Linked DNA regions of Sus scrofa: all the other regions are linked to region 1. A link is a contact called in public Hi-C data. All regions are on one chromosome and are shown on one strand. The core of a region is the stretch at or near the end of the contact, and the rest is flanking DNA. Distances in the headings are between cores, read along the strand shown. Region 1 has its middle 170 kb from the start of DYRK2. Region 2 overlaps LOC102166619 (a long non-coding RNA gene). Region 3 has its middle 87 kb from the start of DYRK2.

Evidence for each region. A called contact is a pair of places that touch in the nucleus more often than the background predicts.
Region 2: a contact with region 1 is called in a Hi-C map of skeletal muscle, with 6 times the contacts expected there. A contact is called at or near these places in 14 of 47 Hi-C or Micro-C datasets (adipose tissue, embryonic fibroblasts, fetal heart ventricle and 7 more) and 1 of 2 datasets of targeted methods (skeletal muscle).
Region 3: a contact with region 1 is called in a Hi-C map of skeletal muscle, with 3 times the contacts expected there. A contact is called at or near these places in 3 of 47 Hi-C or Micro-C datasets (psoas muscle and skeletal muscle) and 1 of 2 datasets of targeted methods (skeletal muscle).

The regions. Positions count from the first base shown.
Region 1 is chr5:31,871,261-31,874,964 of Sscrofa11.1, reverse strand. No RefSeq gene overlaps it. Among named protein-coding and RNA genes, the nearest start is that of DYRK2, 170 kb to the left of the region's middle.
Region 2 is chr5:32,275,259-32,278,962 of Sscrofa11.1, reverse strand. The region is part of intron 2 of LOC102166619 (a long non-coding RNA gene); the gene reads left to right. Among named protein-coding and RNA genes, the nearest start is that of IFNG, 210 kb to the left of the region's middle.
Region 3 is chr5:32,132,473-32,136,176 of Sscrofa11.1, reverse strand. No RefSeq gene overlaps it. Among named protein-coding and RNA genes, the nearest start is that of DYRK2, 87 kb to the right of the region's middle.

The DNA.
Region 1 (3,704 bases), core at 720-3,219:
CATCTCTTTGTCTGGATAAATCTTATTCAGCCCTTTGGATCTTGACTAGGATGTCACTTAATCTAGAAAAACCCTCCTTGACACTTCAAGTCAGGGTCAGGTGTCCTTTCTATGTATTTCCATGGCATCCAATACTTCCACCTCTCTTAGGACTTTGCACTTTGTCTTTTAGTTACTTGTTTACACATCTGTATCCCCTCCTTAGACAATGAGCTACTTAAGGACAAGAGCCATGTCACACCCATCTTTGTATATTCAATGACTAGCATATAATAGGAGCTCCATAGATAACTGTTGAATAAATGAGTGAGTAAGATCTTCATGTGGTATGTTGAGAACACAGAGGAGATGTGCTAAGAAACTTCCTGTAAGAGGTGACTGCTAAATGAAGTCATAAATGATAAGTTCAAGTTATCCGGATCTGGGCTGGTTAGAAGGCAGAAGCAGAGTCATCTATGCTATAAAACCCCCAGTGCAATGGTGTTGATAGAGTGTGAGGTAGGGTATGAGGAGAGGACAGGCCGGTGCAGCTGGAGCACGGGAATGGGGGGATGGGTTCCAATAAACCCGACTCAAACTCTATTTTCCCCTCTGTTCCCATCTAAATGAACAAACACACAGATTGGAGGGTCCCAGGAGCTGATCTCCAGGCATTACACACTTATTTGCAGTCTCCAAGACACAAACTGCACTGAAAACCCTCTCTGACCTAAGGACCATTTCCTACTCTGCCCTGTGAGGTTCAATGCATGGGAGGAAGAGGGGAGCTCCAGAGGGGAGCCTCCAGATCACCTGCTTAATACTCTGCCCCAGACTTCAAATTATGGGTAAAACACTTGTGAAATGTCATGGGCCCACCTTTCCTCTGCTCAGCCTCTTCCCCGAATCCAGCTCTTCTTCTTCAACCTGGAAAGGCCTGGGAAGAGGACACTGTCTGATTTCTCCTTCTTCCATTGTGTTTTTAATATTAATTCCAGTGATTTACAATCCATCATTTACGTTCAGTGCAACCAATATCCCTTTTAAGATAATCCCAAGCCTTTAGAAAACCCACTTCTGTTTTAAGCAGATCAGCCAATAGGATTCATTCATTCATTCAACAACCATTTAACTAGTAGTTGTATTGGGCATGACTCTGGAGTCTGGAGACTCAAAGATGAAGAGATGTGGTCCCTACTCCTTTGCTGCTCACAGTCTAGTGGAAGAAGCTCTAGGACATGGAAATCTCTTAGGTGAGGGCAGTGATGAAGCCACTGTGGACCTTCTTGAAATGTAGTCACCTGCAGGCTTACAACTGTACAATCTTGGGCCCCTCTTCCTGATCTATGAAATCAAAACTTAGGAGGCAGAGCCAGGAATCTGGGCCCTGCCTTCCTCTCCACAATGCCCCTCTTCTGCTTAGGGAACTACTTGGAGTCACAGGAAACATCAGTCCATTCCAATATGAAGTGAAATACTATTTTATCATGTAATGGCCCCACCAGACACTTCTCCTTAAAATCACAGAGATGGATGGTTTCACGAAGATGGGCGTGGCATGGACTAGACTGCCCAGAATCATTTCAGTGTCAGCATATAAGGAATCAAAGAGATCATGTCCTCTCTCTCTCCATCCTGCTCTCTACCCTTGGAGGAAAAAAAAAAAAAAAAAAGAATCATAGCAGCTTGGCTGTTCAGCTAAGAAGCAGGAGCCCCAGAGTTATTTCAGTGCGTGAGAATGGAAATGGGATAAACTGAAACAATAAAAACTTGAATGTTTAAGAAAGTCAAGGCAAGGAGGAGAGATCACCATCCGGGCATGTGAGTTCTGCAACCCTGCCGTAGTTCTAAACCAATTCAAGCACATTGCTTGCTTTCTGAAGTCCTAGCAAAATGGATCTTGCCACCAGCAGCCGTTTCAGAGCTCCTGGCCGCCTTTTTTTGGCTTATTGCCACATGTCATTAGTGACCTATTTTCACTGCAGCAAGAACAGCCATGTCTGCAGGCCCCTGAATCAGCAGTTTCTCCTCCGCTCACTAACTCCAGGCTGGCAAAGCTGATACCAGTGTCATCGAAAGTGCCACCCCCACACTCTCCCCAGAGGTGGGGAGGGCACCATTGTGTTACAATGTCCGCTCTGACCCCAGGCTGTCCTGAGAGTCCAGCTGTCAGGTCTCCTCGGAATAAGCAGCTGAACTTGGAATTATCTTGGCCTAATAATTAATCAGGACTAAAAATAGCTCCAAACTGCCTGGGCTTTGCTTAATTCCTACCCAGGTGGGAAAGGTAGTTTTTAAAAACTAATTGCAAAACCCTATTTTGTAAGGCTTTGCACTGAAATATAATTATCTAACACACCAGCTTGAAAGACAATTCACAGTTAATCTGGTGCTCTAAAATAAATAGGTAATGCTGTCTTTTGCATTGCACATTGATCTGAAATCATCAATTCTTGGTGGATATTAAATGACGCCGGGAATTTTACTCAGAATCTTCTAAGAATATCCTCAAATTCACGGAAAGAAAATAGCCATTGGCTTAAAGAGCTGCAAAAGATAGCCCGTTGCCAGGCAGATTAGACAATGAGTCAAGTTCCACAAGAGGGCGCTCTCTCCACTCGTCCTTCTAGTCAAAGAAACCAGTTCTGCATTTCTCCGCGCTTAGGCGGCTCTTGGCTTTGCCCTCTGCAAACAGCGTGCTCCTAAGAGCAAATGCTTGGTGTCCCTGATGAATGGTGCTTCCGTGATCGCTTTCTGGCTGAGATCATCAGGCAAATGTAATCTCTGCGATATCCGACAAGCAACTTCAAAATGAAAGGAAATCAAGCAAAACATTCAAAATAAAAGGGAAAATATAAACAGGACTAGATTGACTTCTCATAGTCACCTACACTTGTGCGCTCATTTTTGTGATATTCTAATGAGCATATGACATGAAAGTACACTTATCACAGTGATCCATGTCTGGCCCAAAGTCAGAAAGAGGCACCAACCCAGTATTGACAGTCGGGGCGGGGCGCGGGTGGAGGGTGGGGGGGCAGGTGTATTTCAGGAGGCTCCTCACCCTCCTGTCTCTCCTCCCTCCCTGTGCAGCCTCACCTCCCACCCAAGCAGCCCCCTGGGCTGGTCCCAAGGGCCAGTACTTCCTGCTGGATCCCTGGCCTCCATTCATATCCCCTTTTCTCTCTGTTGCTTGTCTTACCTCCTCCAAGACATTCAGGGAGGACTAGCTGGTGAATGAAAGAATAGAATTCGCTCCTTCTGGAGACAAGAATTAGAACAAGGAAGGCAGAATGCATGTACGAATGACTTGGATTCAGCAGAAAACAATGAACAGGCAGCTGGGCTTTGAGAACAAAAAACCTCTACTTCCATCCCTCACACACCCCCCACCCTCCCCACCTATCTGAATTCAGAGACCAAGACTCCACTATGTACCAGCAGCATAAATTACAAGTCGCTTCTCTCCTCTGTGTTCAGCCATAGCATCTGAAAAAAAATGATAATAAAAATATCAGTTCTACTCCATAGGTTATTCTGGGGCTAAAATAAAATAATGTATGTGAGACCCTTTGTGGGTCATAAGAAGCTGTAGCAACCTCGTGAATAGCCGTCCCTGGAGCTGCTCAATCATTCATAGATTGACAGGGATGGACAAGACAGGAAGGAAAGTTGAATTCGGTTCTATTATGATTAACTTATGAGTTAACTTATCTCAGCAAACG
Region 2 (3,704 bases), core at 368-2,867, 400 kb before region 1:
CTCTCCTATTAAATTGGTCATCTTGCTGCCTGCATTTTCAGGAGCATAACTGGATTTTATGTGATCTAAATATACTGGCTAGGCTGTTAGCATCTGTTTAGGCAACTCTAATCCCGAATCCTTCATTGGCTCATATATTTTATTGTTAAACTTTTACTCTTTTTGAGGGTGCTGACCCTGACCACCTATGAAGCAAGCTCAGTAAATGTAATACCTGTCCTTAGGAATAGCTTTGGGAGAACTATTCATCCTTCAATACTTGGATCAGATGTTTTCCAGTCTGTCACACCTGATCCCCAGGCAGCTCTTCCCTTTTATTCATTCCCATAGCACAGCTCTATATGTTCCAGAGAGTATTTCTCACCTTCCCTGGTAATTAACTGTTCATGTATAGGTCTTTTCCAGAGATGATGGGTTCCCTAAGGACAGGGACCAGTTTATGGAAGCCACCACAAAACTCAGCACTGTTGCTACTGTTGCTGCTTTGCTTCTGGTTCATCTACTAATATACGTGCATGACAAGTCAGTGGGCAATTACTGATTCCTTTCAGCACTTCCCTAAAATCTTCTCTCATGTCATTTCAGCAGGAGGGAAACTGTGCGCAGTCTGCCTTTTATGATCCTGTGTGCTTAGGAAGAATAATTAAGGGCTCACTAAATTGATGTGGAAAGAGGTTTTTGTTTTGTTTGAGTGGTGTCTTTAAATATTTGTAAAAGGAGTTGCTTATTATTCATCCATTGCCAGCCCATTTAAAAGAAGTCACACAGCAGAGAAGAGGGGATTATATTCAATAAGAGATGCTAAATCAATGTTTAATTTAAGGGGAAGTTTGTGAGCAAATTGCTTCATTTTTCCTTCCTAAGAGAAAACGTGAGATTAGGAAACATTTTTTTTCTGAAAGAGGTTAATGGACTTGCAAATTCAAACAGTTATTTCAAAGTGTTGCCAGTAGTTATGTCTAAATTTTTTACATATTCTTAATTTTATAAAATAAGTGTAAGTTCATTTAAGAAATTTATAGTGAAATTCAGCATGCATTTACTTAAGGCTTACTATGTAGCTGGTACTATGTTGAAGGGGGGAGCAGATCGCATGACTAATGTTTCCCCCTCCAGAAACCATGTAGGCAGTGAATGGAAATACAATTTGCTAAGAGCCAGAAACCACAAGATTTGATTAATCCCACAAAAGGGGCTGAGATAGTCAGGGAGACTTCCCCGAGAGGCATGACATTTGAACTGGAATTTTACCGTCTGTGAAATCAGCAAGCTTTACGGTTTCTACCTCATGGCTTAGCTACATTGAAGCACTAAGAGATTTAGGCAATACTTACATAGAGTTTTTAGAATTGCAATTTTATTAACGGATCGAATATATCTTTTAATCTACTTTAAAGATAAAATTATTAGAGTAAATCAAAACGACTATTTTCTGTCATTATATTGACATCGCCCTAACCTATTGGGTTTCAGGCTTTGGTGAACTTCCAGATTATCAGCAAGGTTGTTAAAATGCAGATTCCTCCCCAAACTTGCTGCATCCCAGTGTCCTAGTATAGGAAGGCAATGTGCTTTTAATTGGGCTTCCACATGATTCTGGTTTAAGTACCATTACGTAAGCAGTTTGAGACGTCAGAGGTAAAACTTGACCTTGCAGGACCTTCTGTGGTTACTAATATTATCTTCTGATCTGACAAATGTTCCTCTTAAGGGGAGATGAGGAAACTTAACATTAGGCACTCTTTTTGTTTTAGGGATGCATATAGACGCTTTTTTTTTTCCTTCCCTAAAATTAGTATAGCACCAAACTTCCATTTTAGAGGTGAGAAAACTTAAGGTTTAGAGATATTAAGAGATCTGGCCATGGACACATTATCTAAGAAGTGGTGAAACCAGTAATGAATTTGCTGGCCCCTGCCTGTTGTCCACTTGCATGTATCCAGTTTATCTCTTTTATTGGGGAGATCAATGTTTAAAACTTTTTTCTACAATATAACTAAGTCATTTCCATTAAGAATAAAAAAAACCGCTATGGTGATTTTTCTCGATCCTGTGTTCTAACCTGGCTGAGGACACCTCAATTTCCAGAGAAGAAGAGAGCCAGTTTCTTGTTCACCTTCATCCAGTCCTCAGGCCTTTTGCTGTCCTTCCTGAGTCAGAGAGCAAACGTGGACAGATTTAAATCCATTGTGAACAGATCTAAACCCTAGCACTCACCATGCCTTGTAGTGTGTTCCCTGGGGCAAGCATTTTAGAGGTGAGGCATCCTTGCAAGTAATCCATTTGCTGATAGAATCCATCAGTTCTGTTTCTACAGACCACTCCTTTTGCAAATAGACAATTGGGATTTAGCCAAATGCAAAGAGGAAAACTTCTGATGTACTTGATCCATTACTTTGGCTAGTCAGTTTATGCCTGAGGATGACCTTGGGTGTAACCAGGATGAAGGTTGGGAGCACAGTTCTTGCAGATCTCTAGAGAGTTAGGAGAACACCAGGGCCTGAGATTGGTCAGCCTTGTTGAACCCTGAGATGACCCAAGGAACTAAAGGAATAGAATTTCTTTTTTTTTTTTTAACTTTTTTTTTTGCTTTTTTTTGTCTTTTTAGGGCCACACCCATGGCACATGGAGGTTCCCAGGCTAGGGGTCTAATCTGCGCTGTAGCCGCCGGCCTACACCACGGCCACAGCAATGTGGTATCCAAGCCTCGTCTGCGACCTACACCATAGCTCATGGCAATGCCAGATCCTTAACCCACTGAGCGAGGCCAGGGATCAACCCTGCAACCTCATGGATTTGTTTCTGCTGCGCCACGACAGGAACTCCAATTTTTTTTTTTTTTTTGTCTTTTCTAGGGCCGCACCCATGGCAAATGGAGGTTCCCAGGGTAGGGGTCCAATCAGAGCTGTAGCCGCTGGCCTACACCACAGCCACAGCAACTTGGGATCCTAGCTCACGGCAACATCGGATCCTTAACCCACAGAGGGGGCCAGGGATTGAAGCCGCAACCTTATGGTTCCTAGTCGGATTCGTTAACCACTGAGCCATGACAGAAATTGGCACAGGATTTCCGATTCCTGAGATGACAGAGGCACCAAAAGCATTATCAGAGGTGGGTGATATTTTAAGTGTTGTTTTGTTTTGTATATTTTTACTTATATTGGCAATTGTAGTCTCTAAAAATCCTGAAGGACATGAAGCAGGGTTTGCCCTGTTATTCCTTGAATAATGAGAACCCTTTAGTTCAAGAGTTGCTGTTCTTAAAAACACCCATGATCATTTATCAAAAACGAGTAATAAATGAAGTTTAAAAATTCAGCAACTGACTTAAGTCAACATCATTGTTAGGCAAATTTAAGTGTTTGTGTCTTTTTGGAAAAATTGATAAACACTGTGGTTGTGTAATCAGATTTTTTTTTTTGTCCTTGCATTTGACTGCTTGAAAATGGGTCTGCTTTTGCACATGCATCAGTGTGTGTGTACACCTCACTTCCAGTAACAACAATTTACTGTGTCTATGTTCATAGAGTTACAGAGCAGTGTTCCCTCAATTGTGGGACAGAGGTCATGAGGGGGGTCCCATTGCCTCCTCCAAAAGATACCATGACAGAGTCTCTGCTATATTTCTTCCCAGAAATCTCTTATTATAGACATATATTGTAGACAGAAATATATGTCTACATGATAGACAGAAATCTCTGTCT
Region 3 (3,704 bases), core at 312-2,811, 260 kb before region 1:
TACATGAAATTATTTAATTCCCTCAACTCCTGGGAGTTTTATATTTCTCCCCTTTCTTCAAGAGAAGAAACTAAAGCTTAGAAAGGGCTAGTCTCTTATCCAAGGTCATACAGTGAGGGTTGGTGAACACGGGGTCAGAACCATCCCTAACTTCAAGCAAGGTGACAGGGAAAAACGCACTTCAGAAATTCTCAGAGTATTTACCAAGCATCCCAGTCATTTGAAACTTCACAGAATCGAAATTGTTGCATCAATCCTCATTTCAGGTTTTATAATCCAGCTAAGACTGCAAATTCCTTGAGGTCAAAACTGCGTTTTCAACTTCTCTATGTTTTTCAAAGTGCCTAACATAGGAATTAGCACAAAAACCAGGCAATTTAAAAATATGTATTAGCAAATCTAAACATGGCGAGGTAAATTACTAATTATCAAGTGAGCTAAAAAAAAAAAAAGGAAAATGAGCCTTCCAAAACAAAAATGGATGAGGGTGTGTCTTCCCCATCTCCAAGAATGTGGGTCATCTTAAAAGGCCAATTTTCAGTGTATCTCAAGTTCTAAAGGAAAGAGCCTAGGTTAATTAACTTTCTGAGATAGCTGCGTTGTGAATGAAGGGGGTTGGAAGCCTCCAGCAACTTCCCGAATGTCAGCAGGAAGGGATCCCAGCTAAGCTCCAGTGTAAATCAAGCTGGGTTCCCCTAAGCCCCAGATGCTCACGACTTCAGAGGCGCATCCTTTCATCTTTTCATTCTTTCCTGAGGGCTTATAACTTCTGCAGTGGCCGGAGGGCAGGAGTCACAGAAGCTCAGCCCTGGTGCCCATGAGAGCAGAAGAGGGGCTGTGTACCATCCTGAGCGAGAAAGATAAGCAGCAAAATCCTTTAAGCAAGGACCCGGGGGGCAGAAATACCAGGAACCGAGGTCCTGGAATGTTTAGAGATTCCAATCTGCAAAGAGAGAGGAGCCTTCTCACAGCACCGCCCAAAAGAAAGCCAAATAAAGGGGCCATGCTGCTTTCCTCCACCTGCACTCCGTCGTCTACACTGAGTCCTTCTGCGCAGCATCTCCGCCTCCTACGTGCACGTGCACTTACAACTGTCCTGACTGCGCGCCATGCCCTCTCTTCTTCACCAAAGCGCACAGCCGTGATTCTTCTCGACGTGCGGGAGGCCAGGCCATCTCCTCTCCCGGGGGCAGCTGCACACAGGACAGTATAAACCGAGGACAGTAACACTAATACTTTCAAGTGAATAAAATGCCCCTGTTCTTGGTCCTCTTTTAATTCAGCAGTGTCTATCACTTAGATTTTGTCCTTTCTCCTTCATACACACAAATAGAAGGTGTCATCCTTTAAGACATCTTTTCTGGGCAGAAGAGGACTCTTCTCCCAGCGTTTGGCACCATTTCTGCCTCCAGCCTGGGGCCGAAGGCAGCGCCCAGCCTCTGTGTGGCATTTCCCTCCCAGATGCGGGTCTTGCCAGCAGTGCACACCTGTGCTCAGGGCCTGGGAGGGCAGGGCCGCCCTCCCAAGTGTTCCTGTAGTAGAGCACACTTTCCTCTCCACGATGCCAAAACCTGCACAGAGCTCCAGTTTCTCCCACTGTAACGCGATATGCTGCCAACAGGGATCTGGTGCTGTGTCTGCGGTTTTGAAAATGAAAATACCTGCTTCTGAGTCTAGTGAGCAGCTGTTGGTAACCTTTTCTCCTACCCACATGCCAGCATGAAACCCCCACGGTAGCCTTTGGGTCCCCTGGACTTTCGCAACAGAGTAGCCACCAGCTCCCCCCCTGGAATCTTTTGAATGGCCAAGAGCCATTGTCAGGAGCTGTTCATCACTACAAGCATAGTCCACTTTTTTTAAGGGCTGCTCGTTGCATATCGCTCCCAGGCTTTCATGGTGAGGACCAGGAGAGAGGAAGAGAGGATCAGAAATTAAAATATGAAAACTTTGCAAACCTGTAGAGTTCATTACAGCCTTCAGAATGTAACTGGGTAGACTGAAAAAAAATAATGTTCGTGTTATCAAAGAAAGCAAATGGAAGAAATAAGATCAGATTTGTTGAATATTTCTGGATGACAGTGACAATACCAGGAGGGGAAGAACCCTATTTAAGGAGTAATACCTGTGGGAATCTAAAAACATCTGAGGATGTGTGATATTTAATAACACTATCTCTGGAAGAAATGAGATGCTAAGAAATACAGTAATGATATTGGTTGAATATTAATAAAGCAGGTGTCAAAACAGAAATAATTCCATTCTGGGTCGTCAGCATCTTAACAATCGGAACTGGAGAAGACATTTTTATTACTTCAAGGCTGACATAAGATATAAGCCCTTGGTTGGTCAGCCAGTTTCCTCTACGTATCATTCATCATTTCTTTGTTACCAAGAAAATTATAAAAATGGGAGTTTGCTCTGCCACAAAACAAGCAGGGATTCCAATATCTTTTGTTACTGGAGAAGAGATATAAATCTAGATTGGATGGGACAGTGATGGGAGAGAGAAGAGGCTAATCTTGCCAACCCCTGATGAGTAGCCAAATAGTTAGATGTATAACATAAAGAAGCCATGAAGCACTCAGATGTGATTCGGCCAGCCTGGTGCAGAGGGGGCCGTGGCAGGAATCTAGAAATCAGGTAACGATCCAGTCTTATAGGAAGTGGTATCACATTTCTAGGCATGTAGAGTAAAATTAACATCCAGAATCTAAAGGTGTTACTGTTAATTGTAATAACACACCTGCCAGTCTCTAGTTAAGACTTGATATGTATTATTTCCTCTGAAAAGAAAAGGAGAAGTATGAGGACAGAGAATGATAAAAGAGTGAAAAGCAAGCACAAAAGCATTCATTACTCTTTCAAGCATTTATTGAGCAACTACTATATGAGGGATGAAATATGCATAACATTATTCCTTCATTAAGGAAATAAAGCATTGCAGAGGGAAAATTAACTGAAAGAGAAGGAGTGTAGGAAAAGAAAGATAATAGAAAGAGGGAAGAAGATATATTTGAGAAAACTGTGTCAAGATGTCCAGATGACTGATAAGGGTTCCAGTGTGTTCTCACAGAGGCTGCCTGAGCAGCCTATCTTTAAGTGCAAGGCAATGCCTCACAATGAGTTGACTGCCTTTTTTTTTTTAAGTTAATTCTGCCAAAAAATTAAAAATTTTTAGGAAAACAAATGAGCAGTAACTAAATGTCTTAGAAGATTGCCGTTCTCGAAATGGGCAGCTAAGAGCAATAATGACACTGCAACAAAATATTTATGGTGCATCTCTGAAGCAAATATGATGGACCAGGCCCTCACACACCTTGAAAATAAACCTAAAACTTGAGAGGAGGCAATTTTTCAAGCATTCCTGCACCCTATTCCGTCGTCATCTCATTGGCAGAGAATTGTGAACAAATTGTTTTCAGTGAAGGAAGAGGAGAAAAAAAATGGAAAATTAGAAGCCGAATTCAGAGGCAGGCTTAGCATCTGGGAGGCAAGCTTCAGAAACTCTGAAATATTAATATTCTTCTGGCATATTGAGCTCATTATTGCCTCCTGCCCCTGCCTCCTCCCCACCCACAGTGTCCCATCAGCTTAACTGCAGCCCCACAGCCTCCCTCAGCCCTTAGGAGAGGACAATCCGAGGCATGGAGCTTCACCTTCTAAATATTCTCTCTTCTGCTGATTTTTGTATTAGCCCATCCATT